Regions from separate parts of the Mus musculus genome. Here all the other regions are linked to region 2. A link is a contact called in public Hi-C, HiChIP or PLAC-seq and promoter capture Hi-C data. All regions are on one chromosome and are shown on one strand. The core of a region is the stretch at or near the end of the contact, and the rest is flanking DNA. Distances in the headings are between cores, read along the strand shown.

The links. Promoter capture Hi-C pulls out the DNA fragments that hold promoters and counts their contacts. Hi-C and Micro-C count contacts between places; a contact is called where the count stands out from the background. HiChIP or PLAC-seq counts read pairs in DNA pulled down with a chosen protein or histone mark.
Region 1: a Hi-C map of cerebral cortex shows a contact between it and region 2, with 5 times the contacts expected there. The contact joins the enhancer-like site here to the promoter of 9530018F02Rik in region 2. A contact is called at or near these places in 2 of 39 promoter capture datasets (cranial neural crest and hippocampal neurons), 10 of 484 Hi-C or Micro-C datasets (the 3T3-L1 cell line, the N1E-115 cell line, adipose-derived mesenchymal stem cells and 5 more) and 1 of 115 datasets of contacts at active chromatin or transcription factors (craniofacial prominence).
Region 3: a contact with region 2 is called in an H3K27ac HiChIP or PLAC-seq map of epiblast stem cells, with 4 times the contacts expected there. The contact joins the enhancer-like site here to the promoter of 9530018F02Rik in region 2. A contact is called at or near these places in 5 of 39 promoter capture datasets (the 3T3-L1 cell line, hippocampal neurons and liver), 1 of 484 Hi-C or Micro-C datasets (the N1E-115 cell line) and 5 of 115 datasets of contacts at active chromatin or transcription factors (SST interneurons, embryonic fibroblasts, embryonic forebrain and 2 more).
Region 4: a promoter capture Hi-C map of hippocampal neurons shows a contact between it and region 2, with 5 times the contacts expected there. The contact joins the enhancer-like site here to the promoter of 9530018F02Rik in region 2. A contact is called at or near these places in 4 of 39 promoter capture datasets (the 3T3-L1 cell line, hippocampal neurons and second pharyngeal arch cranial neural crest), 1 of 484 Hi-C or Micro-C datasets (muscle stem cells) and 1 of 9 other capture datasets (liver).
Region 5: a Hi-C map of cerebral cortex shows a contact between it and region 2, with 4 times the contacts expected there. The contact joins the enhancer-like site here to the promoter of 9530018F02Rik in region 2. A contact is called at or near these places in 8 of 39 promoter capture datasets (the 3T3-L1 cell line, 3T3-L1-derived adipocytes, the C10 cell line and 4 more), 2 of 484 Hi-C or Micro-C datasets (cerebral cortex and cortical neurons) and 7 of 115 datasets of contacts at active chromatin or transcription factors (astrocytes, embryonic forebrain, embryonic limb bud and 4 more).

What each region holds. Positions count from the first base shown.
Region 1 is chr12:78,097,658-78,100,357 of GRCm38.p6, reverse strand. No RefSeq gene overlaps it. Among named protein-coding and RNA genes, the nearest start is that of Gm6657, 98 kb to the left of the region's middle. Within about 2 kb of position 1,302, at least 53 of the 459 cell types and tissues checked have an H3K27ac peak or open chromatin away from gene starts, as enhancers often do. A contact at or near this core is called in the N1E-115 cell line, cerebellar granule neurons, cerebral cortex and 1 more, where this site is marked.
Region 2 is chr12:77,237,957-77,240,656 of GRCm38.p6, reverse strand. It overlaps 9530018F02Rik (a long non-coding RNA gene), which reads left to right and starts at 1,431. Exons shown (of 1, transcript XR_003950200.1): 1 at 1,431-2,700. Fut8 (fucosyltransferase 8) reads right to left here and starts at 2,553. Exons shown (of 12, transcript NM_016893.5): 1 at 2,458-2,553.
Region 3 is chr12:77,970,964-77,973,663 of GRCm38.p6, reverse strand. No RefSeq gene overlaps it. Among named protein-coding and RNA genes, the nearest start is that of Gm24070, 160 kb to the right of the region's middle. Within about 2 kb of position 1,288, at least 33 of the 459 cell types and tissues checked have an H3K27ac peak or open chromatin away from gene starts, as enhancers often do. A contact at or near this core is called in SST interneurons and epiblast stem cells, where this site is marked.
Region 4 is chr12:78,204,606-78,207,305 of GRCm38.p6, reverse strand. The region is part of intron 7 of Gm6657 (predicted gene 6657); the gene reads right to left. Among named protein-coding and RNA genes, the nearest start is that of Gm6657, 8.9 kb to the right of the region's middle. Within about 2 kb of position 1,270, at least 73 of the 459 cell types and tissues checked have an H3K27ac peak or open chromatin away from gene starts, as enhancers often do. A contact at or near this core is called in hippocampal neurons and liver, where this site is marked.
Region 5 is chr12:78,000,726-78,003,425 of GRCm38.p6, reverse strand. No RefSeq gene overlaps it. Among named protein-coding and RNA genes, the nearest start is that of Gm24070, 190 kb to the right of the region's middle. Within about 2 kb of position 1,390, at least 4 of the 459 cell types and tissues checked have an H3K27ac peak or open chromatin away from gene starts, as enhancers often do. A contact at or near this core is called in cerebral cortex, where this site is marked.

The DNA.
Region 1 (2,700 bases), core at 53-2,552, 860 kb before region 2:
TTTACCAGTCTCTTTTCCCCATTAAAATCTACACTTCCTGAGGGCAAGGACCTGTCTCTACATTTGCAGCTCCAATATCTAGTTAAAGATCTACTGTGGGTGCCCAGGGGATGGATGTTGAAAAATGAGCCCCTCCATCCCTCTGTGATTCCTCCCATCTTTCCTCAACACTCCCCCAAAGAGTAGTCAAAAGCAAGATCCATTCAGCCTGGAATGGAGAGAACTCTCTTGTCATTCTCTGTGTCCTATCTGTGACCTGTTTCTCTATGGACACTGTCGTCCTGTGAAGGACACATGGCCTGGCAGACTCCAGTGTGGTGCCCACAAAGGATCCTCTGTAAGCCATGCTGCTTATCAAGAGCTGCCCCAAGCTGGTGACTCACAGAATGGCCCAGCAGGCTCTGGCTGTTGCTAGGAAACCATGGTTCCCATGTGGAACTCAACGCCACACTTGCAGGTTGTCCCTGATAACTTAGAGAAAATGAAGAGTTGTCAGAAAAGGTAGAGAAAAACAAAAAGCTACAGTGAAGATGGTTAATGACGGACATCTATGGGGAGTCGAGACAAAAATGGTCAAGATATGTTGGCATTATCAGCAAAAGACACTTTTGTTTTCCTCACTTCTGATGTGGACATCAGTGAGTACCAGATCACGAAGACGCCCATTTGTAGTCTTGGAACGTTGGCTATGAAAGGCTTTGGGAAGTGACACAGACTTCTCGTGCTCTGGACCCCAGTCCACACTCTGATTTGACTCACGTTGGCTTCCTACTGGCTTTTTCAAGTTGGTCCCTAGAACACTTTTGACCTATTGCTATTCATCGTGTCTCAGATACTCAGAGGAAGCAGCACAAGGAAATATCAGTGGGTTTCAAACTTGACCAAAATTAGCTGGAGGGTTTCTTAAATGCACATTGGAGCACTTTACCTTCCAGAATTTCTAACTCATGAGAGGTGTGGGTGGGGAGTGAAAGTGTATATTCCTAATTATGTTTCCAGGTAACCTGATACTGCTGCCCAGCGATAACACTTCGGGAGTCTGCCTAGATTTTTAAATCTTACTATTAAGCCTTAAGGAATTACCAGATCACATAACTGGTAAAGAAGCAGGTCCAAGGGATGCTAGCGTGTCTCCCAAGTCACTTAGTAACTGCTAGTACTGAGCTCAGACCCAAGCTCCCTGGATTAAACACCAACACTTTTCCACTACAAAATGTTCTCCAAGCGATGCCTCTTTAAAAATCCTCCAAGACACTCCAGATGGCTGCCAACAGGGGTGGTCCTGCCCAGCGAATGCCAAGTTGCTAAATCCAATCCTGATAGCGACAGCTTTGAAAATGAAGCCAGAGACAGTTTGCAAAAGCCTTTGTGTTCTTCCCAGCGTCGTCTCTCATATTTCTAAATACTGTAGATGGAGAAGGAAGTGTGTTGAAGAGGAACAGACACAGTGAAGCAGGGCTCTGCCACACTTCCGAAGAGGCAGGCCTCCAATTCTGTGCTGCAAGCCAGGGCTATTGGCAGGAAGCCCCATCTGCTTTGGACTCAAACCACGAAGCAGTCCCCTCTTATCCGCCCCCTGACTCCCTGCCTCGTGTGTGCTGAGATGGCCTCAGAGATATATATAAAATGTAAAATATACGCATGCCTGCCGCTTTCGCTTAAATTATGGGCTTTATCGGCCATTCAAGCTCATTGTAAGTTTCAGGATACAGTTCTTTCTATTCACAACCTGGGCTTGGCAACACACACCAATAATGCTAATACTTGGGAAACTGAGGCAGGAGAATCAAAAGTTCAGGACCGTCTTGGTTTAAATCGTGAGTTGTAGGCTAGCCTAGGTTACATATTAAGCTCCAGGCCAATCTGGGCTACAGAAGGGGACCTTGTCTCAAAACAAAACAAAAAGTCAGCTAAACAGCTTCTTATTCACAAGGTCTGGATAAAAGCAAAGTGGAAGTGCCTATGGAGTTTGTCCTGGGCTCAACCAGTCTCCTCCTGTCAAGACTGTCCAAAGATTCCCTGCCCTCCCTGATTTCTATCCCCAAAGAAATTATTCTCTATTTACCTCCAGAAAACCTTAGCTAAAGCTACGAGATGAGAGATCTGAGGGCTTGTTTGCCACAAGCCTTTTAGTTTTAATAAAAGATGTTTGAAGATTAAAGAAACCTCTGATGCTTGAAAAAAATTCTAATGAAGAAAATGTGGGTGTGATGGGGGTGGGGATAGCATCAACACCATCTAGGATCTTTCTTGAGAGTCTCTGTGTTGTACCTTCCAGGTGGCCACACATTGTATCCTCCTAAAACTAAAGCCTGCCTTGTGGCCACACTTTGTATCCTCCTAAAACTAAAGCCTGCCTTGTGGCCACACTTTGTATCCTCCTAAAACTAAAGCCTGCCTTGTGTACCGACAACACTGCCGGGCTGGGATCTTAGAAGCCACTTGTATCTGCAATAGTCTCCTCTCACAGAGCTTTATGTCCACCAGATGGCATTCAGCTAGAGCCTGAGAACTGCTCTTATTCTGTAGCTTGATGATGCTAAGGAAGTGAGCTGAGGTTGGTGAGGGTCTTCTTTCTCTTAGGGTTTCAGGTTTGTTCATACACTGGAAGAATGAACTCCATGTGTGTGTGTGTGTGTGTGTGTGTGTGTGTGACTACTGTTGACTGCGTGCAGAAATATGTGACATTTTACTTGCATA
Region 2 (2,700 bases), core at 182-2,681:
TCTATGCAAGTTTCATTCCAGCTGTTCAGCTCTTCAACTCAAACAGAATTCTCGATTTATAACAGCAAACTGAAAACCCAAACCTCCAAGCCACCCTCATATGCTTACAGCCTAGTCGTCTCTTGTTCCCTACATTTTCACTCGGCCTGCAATTTCAAATGCTATATATATGTGTGTTAAAATACTGTCGTATTTATAATTAAGACTTCTTATCAGAAGGACAGCAATGTACAGGAGCGTACTATTGTCAGAGACTCCTATGTTGCCTTAAAGAAAAGAAGCATCTTACTTCTTTGCTTCAGTATATAATTTCTCCCCTAAAATACTTTATATATGATATACCCTTTAAAAGAAGTATGCATATTACACAGAACTTTAACCAAGAAAATAAATAAGCACTTAACCCCAGGAAGAACAAGACAACTAAAATAAAACCTTCTTAAGAGTTTCTACGGAGCAAAGGCAAAGTTAAGTCAGTGACTTGTGATAAATTTAACTCTTAAATTGATAAAAACTTCCATTGCATTTGTTCCCTGAAACCTTTAAGTTCGGAGTGATCTACGGGAGGTACGGGAGGATATGGTTTTCCTGGGCTCACCTTCTTGCGTTTTCTTAAAAGTAACGTGCAGAATTAGACACAAGGAAAAACACTACTTTCTTTGCTTTTCTCCAAGGCCTCCACGTTTAAGGCAAAGCGCTAAAAGCTCACCAGGGTGCGAAACCCTAACCATGACAGTGCCATTTAACTTAAGAATTACGTCTCTGAGGATTGCAAAGCCCACATCCAGAGAACAGGTGCTGCTACCGACAAACCACCCCAACTCCAGCAGGACAGACCTCCGCTGAGCTGATATGACTCATTTAACCTTCCCAAATAAGTTGAGACACTCCACAGCCTCCAGCTTGTCATTCGCAGATCAAAGGGAGGGGATACCGAGGCACCCAGGCCATTAACTACCCTGCCTCAGCCACTAGCCAGAACGCATCTTTGTGCAGGTTCACTCTGATTTCCAGCCCCAGAAGCCCACACAGCAAAGCAAAGCAAAGGAACCCACCTTCCCACGGTCTGACCGTGGGGACCCGGCTGCGGGGGCAAGGAGCGGCAGATGCAGAGATTCGCTGAGGGACACCTCCCACCCCGCCCCCATCCCATAGGTCCTGGGATGCCCGACGCCGCGGCGCCCCTCACCCAAGGGGCCAAGGCTACGCCGGGGTGTCCCGGAGGCTCCCTCCCCACTTTTCCCGGGGCCGCTGGCTGAGCAACGGCTGCAGCAGTTGCAGCAACAGGCCCGGTATCGGCGGGAGGACGAAGGAGCGCCCCGAGCCCAGGCTCCACAGAGCCCGCGCCCGCCCCGTCCTGGAGTCCGCGGCGCGCGGGGCCCGGCTCCCTAACGCCCCCTTACCCGAGGCGGGAGCGAGGCGGTCGGCGCCGTCCCCCGTCGCCGCCGCCGCTGCCTCCAGCTGCAGCTGGCCGCGGCGGGAGAGTGGGAGGGGTGCTGGGGTGGAGGATGCTACTCCCGACTGAAGGGAGAGGAAGAAACGGAAACAGGAACCGCGGCCGCCGCTTAACGGAGCCTTCGGCGCCACTGACTGAGGGAAAGCGCAAGGCGGCGCGAGCCAGGCAGCGGCTGACAGCGCGAGACCGAGCGCGAGCCGGGTCCAGGACGCGCGACCCCGAGCAGCGCCGGCCCCATTCCGTGAGGAAAGGGAGGGACGGGTTGGCTGGGAGCCGGGGAGGGGGCGGCGGGGGCCTGGAGCCCAGAGAACCCGGCCACTCGGGTCGGCCCGAGACCACGCGCGCACGCGCCGGAGTGGCTCCGACCGGGAGCGCAGGCGGGGAAGCCGCCGGCCGGCGCGAGCGAGGGAGCGAGCGAGCGAGCGTGCGCGCGCGGAGAGGGGCGCGCGCCCCTCGGCGTCCCAGCCTGCTGGGGGAGGGCGCGCATGCGCCGGCCGCGGCCTCCTCCAGCGACCCTGGCATGTGCACAGGCTCCGCCCCGTCCCCTTCCTCTCTGTGCGGGTGGACAGCGGAGCTGCAGCATCCACCGGGCCACGGCGGGACCCGAGTTCCAGCCGGACAGCGGCCGCGCGCGGGCTCCGGCTTTGGTCTCTACAGGCGAAGGCCGCCTGAGGGTCGGAGGCTGAGGGGAGCAGCGCTCCCCACGCCCTGGCCGGCCTGGCCCACCACCCAGAGGCGCACCCCGCTGGGGCTCAATAGGGCTCTGTACTAGTTTCGGGGTACTCTCTGCTGCTCATCCGCTGAGGCACCAGCACACAGTGCCACCTCGGCTCCGGGCGGTCCGGCTACCCTGCGGGCTCTGTCTTCATCTGAAGAGAAAGAACCCCGCAGAGCCCGAGTTCGAAGCCCGGCCGTTCGCAGCCGCTGCTGCCTCAGCCCTTCGGAGGCGGAAGTTTATTGAGTACAGGAGAGGAGAGGCTTTTCCCTAGGATGCTTCCTACCCGCTCGCACTCGGGGATCCTGACGCCCGCGATGCTGAGCCGAGTGCCGAAGGGCTACCTCCGACAGACCGTCCGGGAGGGCGAGCTGGGCGGGAGGACCCAGCCGCGCAGCCAGGGCACACAAAGTAGTCGCGGGCCGAAGGGGTGCTGCCGGGGCCAATCAGAGCGGGAAAACCAGTGAGTGGAGTGCGAACTGGCCAATCAGAGGGCCGGAAGATGAGCTTCCCGTGCCGAACTCTTCCC
Region 3 (2,700 bases), core at 39-2,538, 730 kb before region 2:
TTGACTTCAAACTTTGCACTACACAGGGAGTCAGAAGTTCTGTTCTCAAGAGCATCGAGGAAGGAGGAACCATTGGAAACCTGCCTGAGGAAAACTCCAGAATCATAGACGTCTATCTGGCTCTTGCAGCTCCTATCTTACCTGCATAAACTTCTACTGAGGGGAACAACCTTGCTTTGGAGATGCTGGTTTTGAGCAACAGGCTAGAAGCCTCGGGCCTCAGTCTCCCCAAAAACTTCATTTCCCTTATGACTTTACACAGTTTCTCCTGGGTAACTAGTCATACTTCCTTAAAATGAGAATCCCTACCCCAACAGATCCTTATTTGAAGTCTCAGAACACATTTATGTAAATCATCTCCCCACAAGGAGAGATGTAAGAAGCAAAGATGTAACTGCAGTCCTGTTCCTCTCAGACAGCGACATTACTGCCCAGAGTCCAGAGCCTCAGCAACATTCCAGCTAGAGTTTTGTTGTCCTGTTCTCTGTTTCAGAGAACCAGAGGTTACAGGCTCAGCATGCTCTGAAGACCTGCTCAGCACCATGATACCCTCCCTCCCTCCCTCCCTCCCTTCCTTCCTCCCTCCCTCTCTCCCTCCCTCCCTCTCTCTTCCTTTCATATCCCTGTCTGTGACAGCCACTAGAAATCTCCCCAAAGGGACTGCATTTCGAGGTGATACAGGGAAGGATGGGATAAAAATTCTTGGCTTAAGGAAAAATATTTTAAAAACAGAAACAAACAAACAAACAAAAAAAAAAAAAAAACAGAGAAAAGGCCATCCACAATTAAAATATAAAACCGGCAACTATCTGGAGGAATATAGTAAAACCCTGTTATAAAGCTCTGTGTGGGGCTATAAATTGAATCTAGATTTCAATCATTTTGGATCATGTCCTCTAGCAAGAAGTATATTTTATATTATTCCTCATTAAACAAACTTACTTTAAAACAGTGTTTACCCTTACTAGGTGGGATAAATGCTGACTTTTTGTTGTTTTTTGTTTTGTTTTTACTATTTCATCTAATTTCACTTTATCCCACCTTATCTTGATCTACTTAGACCTTTACAACTCTGTTTCACTTAAAAAGGGAAGAGGTGGCTAACCATTAAATTAGTTTCATAATCCACTAATAGATCATAACTGGCAATTTAAACAATGGTAGTTTATGAAAATTCATGGCTATCGGCCTCTGGATTCCTAGACACTCAGAGTTATAGATCATCCACTTGTAATGTAACATCGTTTTCCATGACAAAGCACGGAGCCCCACAGAGCCTGTGATTCATCCTCAACCTCCAGCTGGCTGTCAACAGGGCCTGCATTCCTTCCCAACTGTTATCCTGGAATTGTGGTGTGAGGCAAACAGCCTGGCTGAGAATTCATAGACATGTTTTGCTTGGAAATCCACAACCGTAAGTGTATCTCTTAAGCCACCTGGCCCTAGTTTTCTGTAAAATGGACTATTGTAAGGATCAGTTATATAGCATATAAGTCCAAGTAAGTGGTGGTGTTCAGAGGTAAAAAACAACTCTTTATTTTCTCTCTCTCTTTCTGATAGCCTGTTGACCAGAGTTACAGAGACCCCTGCCTTTGGGGGAGGAAAGAATAGACTGCAGGGTAATTGTCTTCCTTCGGAGATGTCCTCAACCCCCTGTTATCTTTTCTTTTTCTGATTTCTGTTTCGTTTTTCTTTATTTACAACATCATTTCCTGCCATCTTCAAAAGATTTTTACCAATGTATCCTGATTTGGGAGTCTTAGTCAAGATGAGGCATTGTCAGAGGTAGAGCACCTGTAACAGAGCCACAACACGGCAAAGACCCCCAGTCTATCTGTGTGGGAAACAGAAGAGAGCAGTCTAGGCAAATGGAAGTTTACTGAGAATGTTCTGCCTAGGTCCTAAGAGGCTGAAGATGACCACAAACAGCATCAGTAGGCATGAGTAAGGTGGTACTTAAGGAGAACCACATTCCCTAGGGTGTCCAGATATAAAAAGTTCTCTTTACTTTTTTGAGACAGGGTTTAATGTAGTCCAGTCTGGCCTTAAACTTGCTAGGTGGCAGAGATGAGTCTTGAGCTCCTGATAGTATTACTTCTACCTCCCAAGGGCAGATAAGAGGCATGAACCACCACAAATAGCATGACATTTTCTCTGATTAGATTCAAGCACATGTGAATAAAAACCTATTCCTTTATGTTAAGGCTTCAGGTGGATTCCAGAGGACCATCCTGGGCATGGGTGGATTTGTCCAGAAGGAGGTTCACTTGATGTCAATTGTCTTCAGACAATTTTTTTTTGCTGGTGTGAGACTTTCCTTGGGGCCTTGGGAGGAAAGGGTATGTTGTGGGCACTCCTGGCATCTCACAGCACCCAGCTTACATGCTATGTGCTTCTGGGATGAAGGTTCCCCTTGATGCAAACTTTTTGTCACCTGAAACTAGTGCTTTCGTTGGAAGGGGTTCAAGGAACTGATGTCCATCTCCCTGATGACCTTCATATGTTTTAAAATCACAGGGGGAGAACTGGGAAATACTGAAGTAAATCCATATGCTTATCCCTTCAGCATCATATTTGAGAGATACAGCAAGGGGAAGGCTCATTTTGTTTTTTTCTTCTATCAACATAAATTCTGCTCAAATATCTGGTTCAGTTTCCTTAGTAATTTATGCATTCTCAGCTCAGTGATTTTCTGCAGAA
Region 4 (2,700 bases), core at 21-2,520, 970 kb before region 2:
CCCAAAATTTTAGCCATCAGGAAGAGAAATTAAAGAAGGAAAGGTGAGAGGTGAGAGGAATAACTTGCTTTCAGGACAGAGGATTAGTGAGAAAATAGGTTCCCAGGAATATTCATTTTCCACTTCCCTGGGCTTCAGTAGCACAATATCCAGCCTTCGGGTTCTTCTAAGGAGAACTTTCTGTATCTTCTCAGAGAGCTCAAAGAAATGCTAAGAGCCTGGGATATGGGGGAGGGGTGGTCAAAATCAAGTATCATATCACAATTACATTATTACTGAAGATTATTGCCGAAGACAAATCATCTGAATTTAGAGATTGCTTAGTGCTCTCTGTGATAGGTGATTAATGAAGGTCACAAGCTGCAGTCTTAAGTAGGCTGACATAAGCAAGGAGAGCTGACGCAAACCCTGAGCCAAATTCTAAGTAAACGCTCTCAAATATGCTATATCTCTGTGAGGTGGGGGAAGCAAAGGCTTATCCCGGAGTGTGAACAGCAGAAACGATTTCTTGTACATCAGATGCCTGAAGCAAAGACTGATACTGGTAATGGTGAGTCCCAGGCCTCAGGGAATTCCCCAAATAGTGATTGCTTGAACTGTAACAACATCTCTATTATTTGCCAACAAAATAGAAGGCACCATTACCTTAGCCAGACAGCACAACAGGAGACAAGGGATTTTGGGCCAAGAGCATGGAGGAAAACTTCCTTCTATCTGGAAATACCTGAAATGGAAGGACCTGTATTTGCCTGATTTGGGAAAGAGGTGTGCCCAGGATCTCTTGCCACTTTCCTCTAAGCCAAGCTTAAGCAATGCAATTCTTTTGAAACTAGAGGAACCAGAACACCGTCCAAAAGGGCTATTGAGTGCTCAGCCTTCAAATAGTGCTTGTGTAATAGCCCAGCCCTTTCCCTTTGCTGCCCTAATTGCCTAACTTATTTGTAGTAGAGAGAAAACGTGTTAGATAAGAATTATGGAGGAAGTAGGCAGTTGCTTTCATTTTTTGTTTCTTTGTTCAGAATGGGGTGAACTAGTTAAGCAAGGAGAATAATAATGGTTAAGAGCTGTACAGCAGAACACCATGTTTAATGTTTAATCAAGGCTGCCAGTAATACATCTTGATGCCATATAGCATGACACAAAACATCAATAGGCTGTTTTCTTCATTTTTCATTTGGTTTATAAATGTGTGGCACATTTTGTCCTAGGGGTAACAGAAAGCCGAGTCTCCTACAGCATTTCACGTTTCCTGAGTTACCATTCCTTATGGACTTGGCTTAGATGTGGTTGGTGCCACCTACCGGGCTAAGTACATAATTACAGGCCTCCCAACCCATTTGTAAATATCTAAAAACAGCTTGAATTTGATCTTGGTGCTCAAATTCAGGTTGACGCGATATAGTTAAGTTTGGGTTCCCATCATAATTTTTAGGAATGGAAGAGACATAAGAAATCCAACTTTAATACCACCATTGTGTCATTCAGTCCAGAACCGGAGCTTTAACTGTGGTTTTCTGAGTTTGCTTCTTGTTCTGTATTGCAGACCTTACAGAGCCGTTATAAGGGTTGCACGAAGTGAGAGGCTGTTAAAGTGCCCTGCTACCTGTGGTAGCTATAAATATTAGGTACAGAAAAAATAAAATCAAATAACTTGCCTATGTTGTGTAGGGGCTACAACACATATATCTGACTCTAGAGCCATGGCTTTTCTCATTGAATTAAAACTTCTCAAGGTTTGATATTGAAATAATTTTAGGTTTTTTTATTAGATATTTTCTTCACTTACATTTCAAATGCTATCCCGAAAGTTCCCTATACCTTCCCCCCACCCTGCTCCCCTACCCACCCACTCCCACTTCTTGGCCCTGGCGTTCCCCTGTACTGGAGCATATAAAGTTTGCAATGCCGAGGGACCTCTCTTCCCAGTGATGGCCAACTAGGCCATCTTCTGCTACATATGCAACTAGAGACACGAGCTCTGGGGCTACTGATTAGTTCATATTGTTGTTCCACCTATAGGATTGCAGACCCCTTCAGCTCCTTGGGTGCTTTCTCTAGCTTGTAATAATTTTAAGTGACACCTATAGTGAATTTAAGAGATGTTATAACATGGCTTTAAAACCTGTAAATCACAGTGGAAAATTATTTTGAGTTGAACGCTCGACCCAGGATGCCCTCGCACTACTCTGCCTTCTGCCCTGCATGCTGGGACTATAGCGAGTGCTCCAGCACCCAGCTCAGTCATCACCTTTTCCAATGCTTTGTACTTGATAGAGCCAAGGAGAAAGTTTAAAGAGAATCCTCCTGTTAGTTATACTTTCCGAGAGTGGTAAAACATGCCTCAGGCTTGACCATCTTTCTAGAGTTAATTTTTCTATCTCATTATTATTAAATTTACTTGTGAAAACTGTGGCTGAGCATGGTAGGTAGCTTGTGATGCTGATACCCAGGAGGCTGAAGTAGAAGGATCACTGGAAGTTTGAGGTCAGGATGAGCTACATAGTCAGCTCCAGGCCAGCTTAGGCTATAGAACGAGATCCTTTTATGTTTTGTTTTTAATTGCTTTTGTTTTCAATAAATGTGTGAATGTAAATAAAGATAGCCTGAGTAGCAAAAATGAATTACTAATAAACAGCAGCCTAAAGAGGTTGGGAAATATTACTGCTACACTAGTCCCCCCGCTGTTGACAACACTGTAAT
Region 5 (2,700 bases), core at 141-2,640, 760 kb before region 2:
GAATCCTGAGCTGATGTTGTTTCCTACAATTAAGATTATGGTACTATGCTATAATTAAGATTATAGCAACCCTAGCAAACTAAACACCAAGAAACAGAGAGACTGGGTGCTCACACCTTGTAGCTTTCCCCTGCCTGCCTCAGCCTTAAGGATATATTTGTACTCATGGTTTGTTGGCCAGAAATAGTCACATGGTGTTGGGCTGTGTTCACAGAAGAGGAAAACTGAAGTCTGCATACATCCACGGCATCTACTCTGTTTCTCATTTTAGATGCTAGTGATTAAATCAGTTTGAAAAAATGTTTTCTATTTTCTGTTCCAAGAAGACAACTGAATGGTCTAAACTCGCTTTATCTGTATCTTACCAGTGTATTCCCTCCTAGGTTCTCTTGAAGACGAACCACGGGTGTGGGTCTGTTTATAGTTAGTCATATGTACTAAGCTATAGGCAAGGTGTGAATGCAATTAGAACATGGTGTTGTGTCTAAGCATGAGACCCTGCCAGGGACAGGGTCTTTTCTCTCGTCCAAGTTGTCCTGGACTCATCATTAACTCAGGCTATCCTCAAAACCATGGTGTTCCTCCTGCCTCAGGCAGTCTGGTGCTGAAATTTCAGGCAGGAACCACTACATCTCCTGCCCATGGAAACCGGACCAATTTTACCTAGTTTGTCTGAACTGTTGGTGAAGTCGGCCTTTTGAGATTCCTTGACAAGCCACTTATATGCATACATTATTCTTGAAAATATATAGTCCAAATTTCAAACAACAAGCTTAGAAAATAATTCTTTTACAAAACATTGCATTGGTGAATGAATGAATTTCTCTCTCCTTCTCTCTTCCCCCCTCTCTTTCTGTATGTGTGTGTATGTGTGTGTGTGTAAGACCATAATCATGCCTGTGCACATGAATGTATTTATAACCTTGAGTTATCCTCAACCTAGCAACAATATTTTAAAATTATTTGTATGCAGTATACTTTATTCATGTGCATATAATTTTAAAATAATATATCCACATTCTTTCAACTGAATCTGCCTTAGAGTATATATCATAATAACATAGCTATGATTGTGCTCAAAGTTATTCCTGAAGAACATGCTTGGTTGGTTTCACTCAGCCAAGTTTTTTTTTTTTTGAATATTTTTAAAAGTAAGGGAAAGAAATGAGACAAATTGTACTTTTCATGTACTGTGGCACAAACTAGAAAAATATAATTGGGCTTCAGGCCAAATTCTGAAGGCAATTGGAGCTGCTTATGTCAATTCGGCACACTCTATTCCTCAACTCCTGTTGACAGAAAGGAAAATTGGTAGTGATCTGCTTCTCCATGCTGGAGAGGCGGAGAGAATATCTGGGCTCCAGATCGCAGCAGATGGATGCATGCAACAGCTACTGATTTGTCATTTGTGGGGAGTAGGGAATCCTCCAGCTTGGAGGAGGCTTCGTGTGTCGGTTGCCTTGGGCCATCTGTTCCGTGGCTGAAGGCAGCGCCATACGCTCAGTAAATGTTTGTGGAATGAATAATGAATCTTTCCTAGAGAGCTTCCGTGCAAGTGAGCCTGCCTTTTCTTTATACCTGACTACCACGTGGTCCATTCTCTGGTCTCCACAGGAAGATATGCACTAAGCGGGATAAGACACTGCCTCAGGTTGACTTATTTGTCAAGTGTTTATTGAACTGTTAGGTGCTGGGGACTTTGATAAATCTCAGATATCTAGGTAACAATAACCTGACCCAGAAAAATAATGTGTTTGCCCTAATAGATCGGAAGATGTGTGAAAAGCCGTCTAAGAACGTAGAAGATGCCTTGAAGATTTTAGGACAGAGGTGGGAGAAGCGGGAACCTCAGCATCCTGTGTGCTTTAACTTTTGCACAGCCTAAGTTCTCTACATCAGACAGACTGTACCGGGCTTTAAGTAGTCAGGACTCCCAATGCTTCCTAGGCCACCACTCTCCTATACTCTGATAGAGTTGCAATCTACCTCTTGACTGGCATGTGCCTCTCAGCATAAAGGCGTACTTCAGCTTCTCACCAGAACAAAAGCACATCTTTAACCTGCTTATCTGCCTCAACGTTTTTTCCTTTATGTATCTTCCTCAGTCAACCGAGTCACGAGGACTTTAGTTTCCTCTGTCCCTCATGTCCCCTTGTCACACAGCACCATCACAGAGTCAGTCTTTTCTGTGCCACACCTGTCCCCAGAGAGGTCATTCAGTCTCTGGGTCCTTAACCTATTGTAAAATGTACATTATTAACGATTTGCTGGCATTTGACCCTACTGAGCAGGGTCCTTTCACTGTCTTTCTTGTGACCTCAAATGATCTTGAGTTTTTAGTTTGCTTTTAAGCTCTTTTCTCAAGTGCTTTTTTGGCCATTCTCTTTCTGTCCACTTTGTAAATGGTGTTTTCTGAGGCTTGGCTTTTGGCCACCTCTTCTTGTCACTCTACTGAGTTTACTCGGGTGACCAAATCTATTTTCATGTCCTTAGCTAACTCCATCCAAGCTGATAGCTCTCTCATTTTGTATTCCCAACCTAGGTTTTAAGCGACATACCTATGCCTACTGACTTTTTATTTTTCAGATACCTCCCTTTTCTTCATCCTTATGTCCATTAAATTATTACAAGTCAATGAATGATTTGCCTGGATTGTGGCAGCTTTCTCCTCTCTCTGTTTCCTGCTAGCAAGCTTGGCCA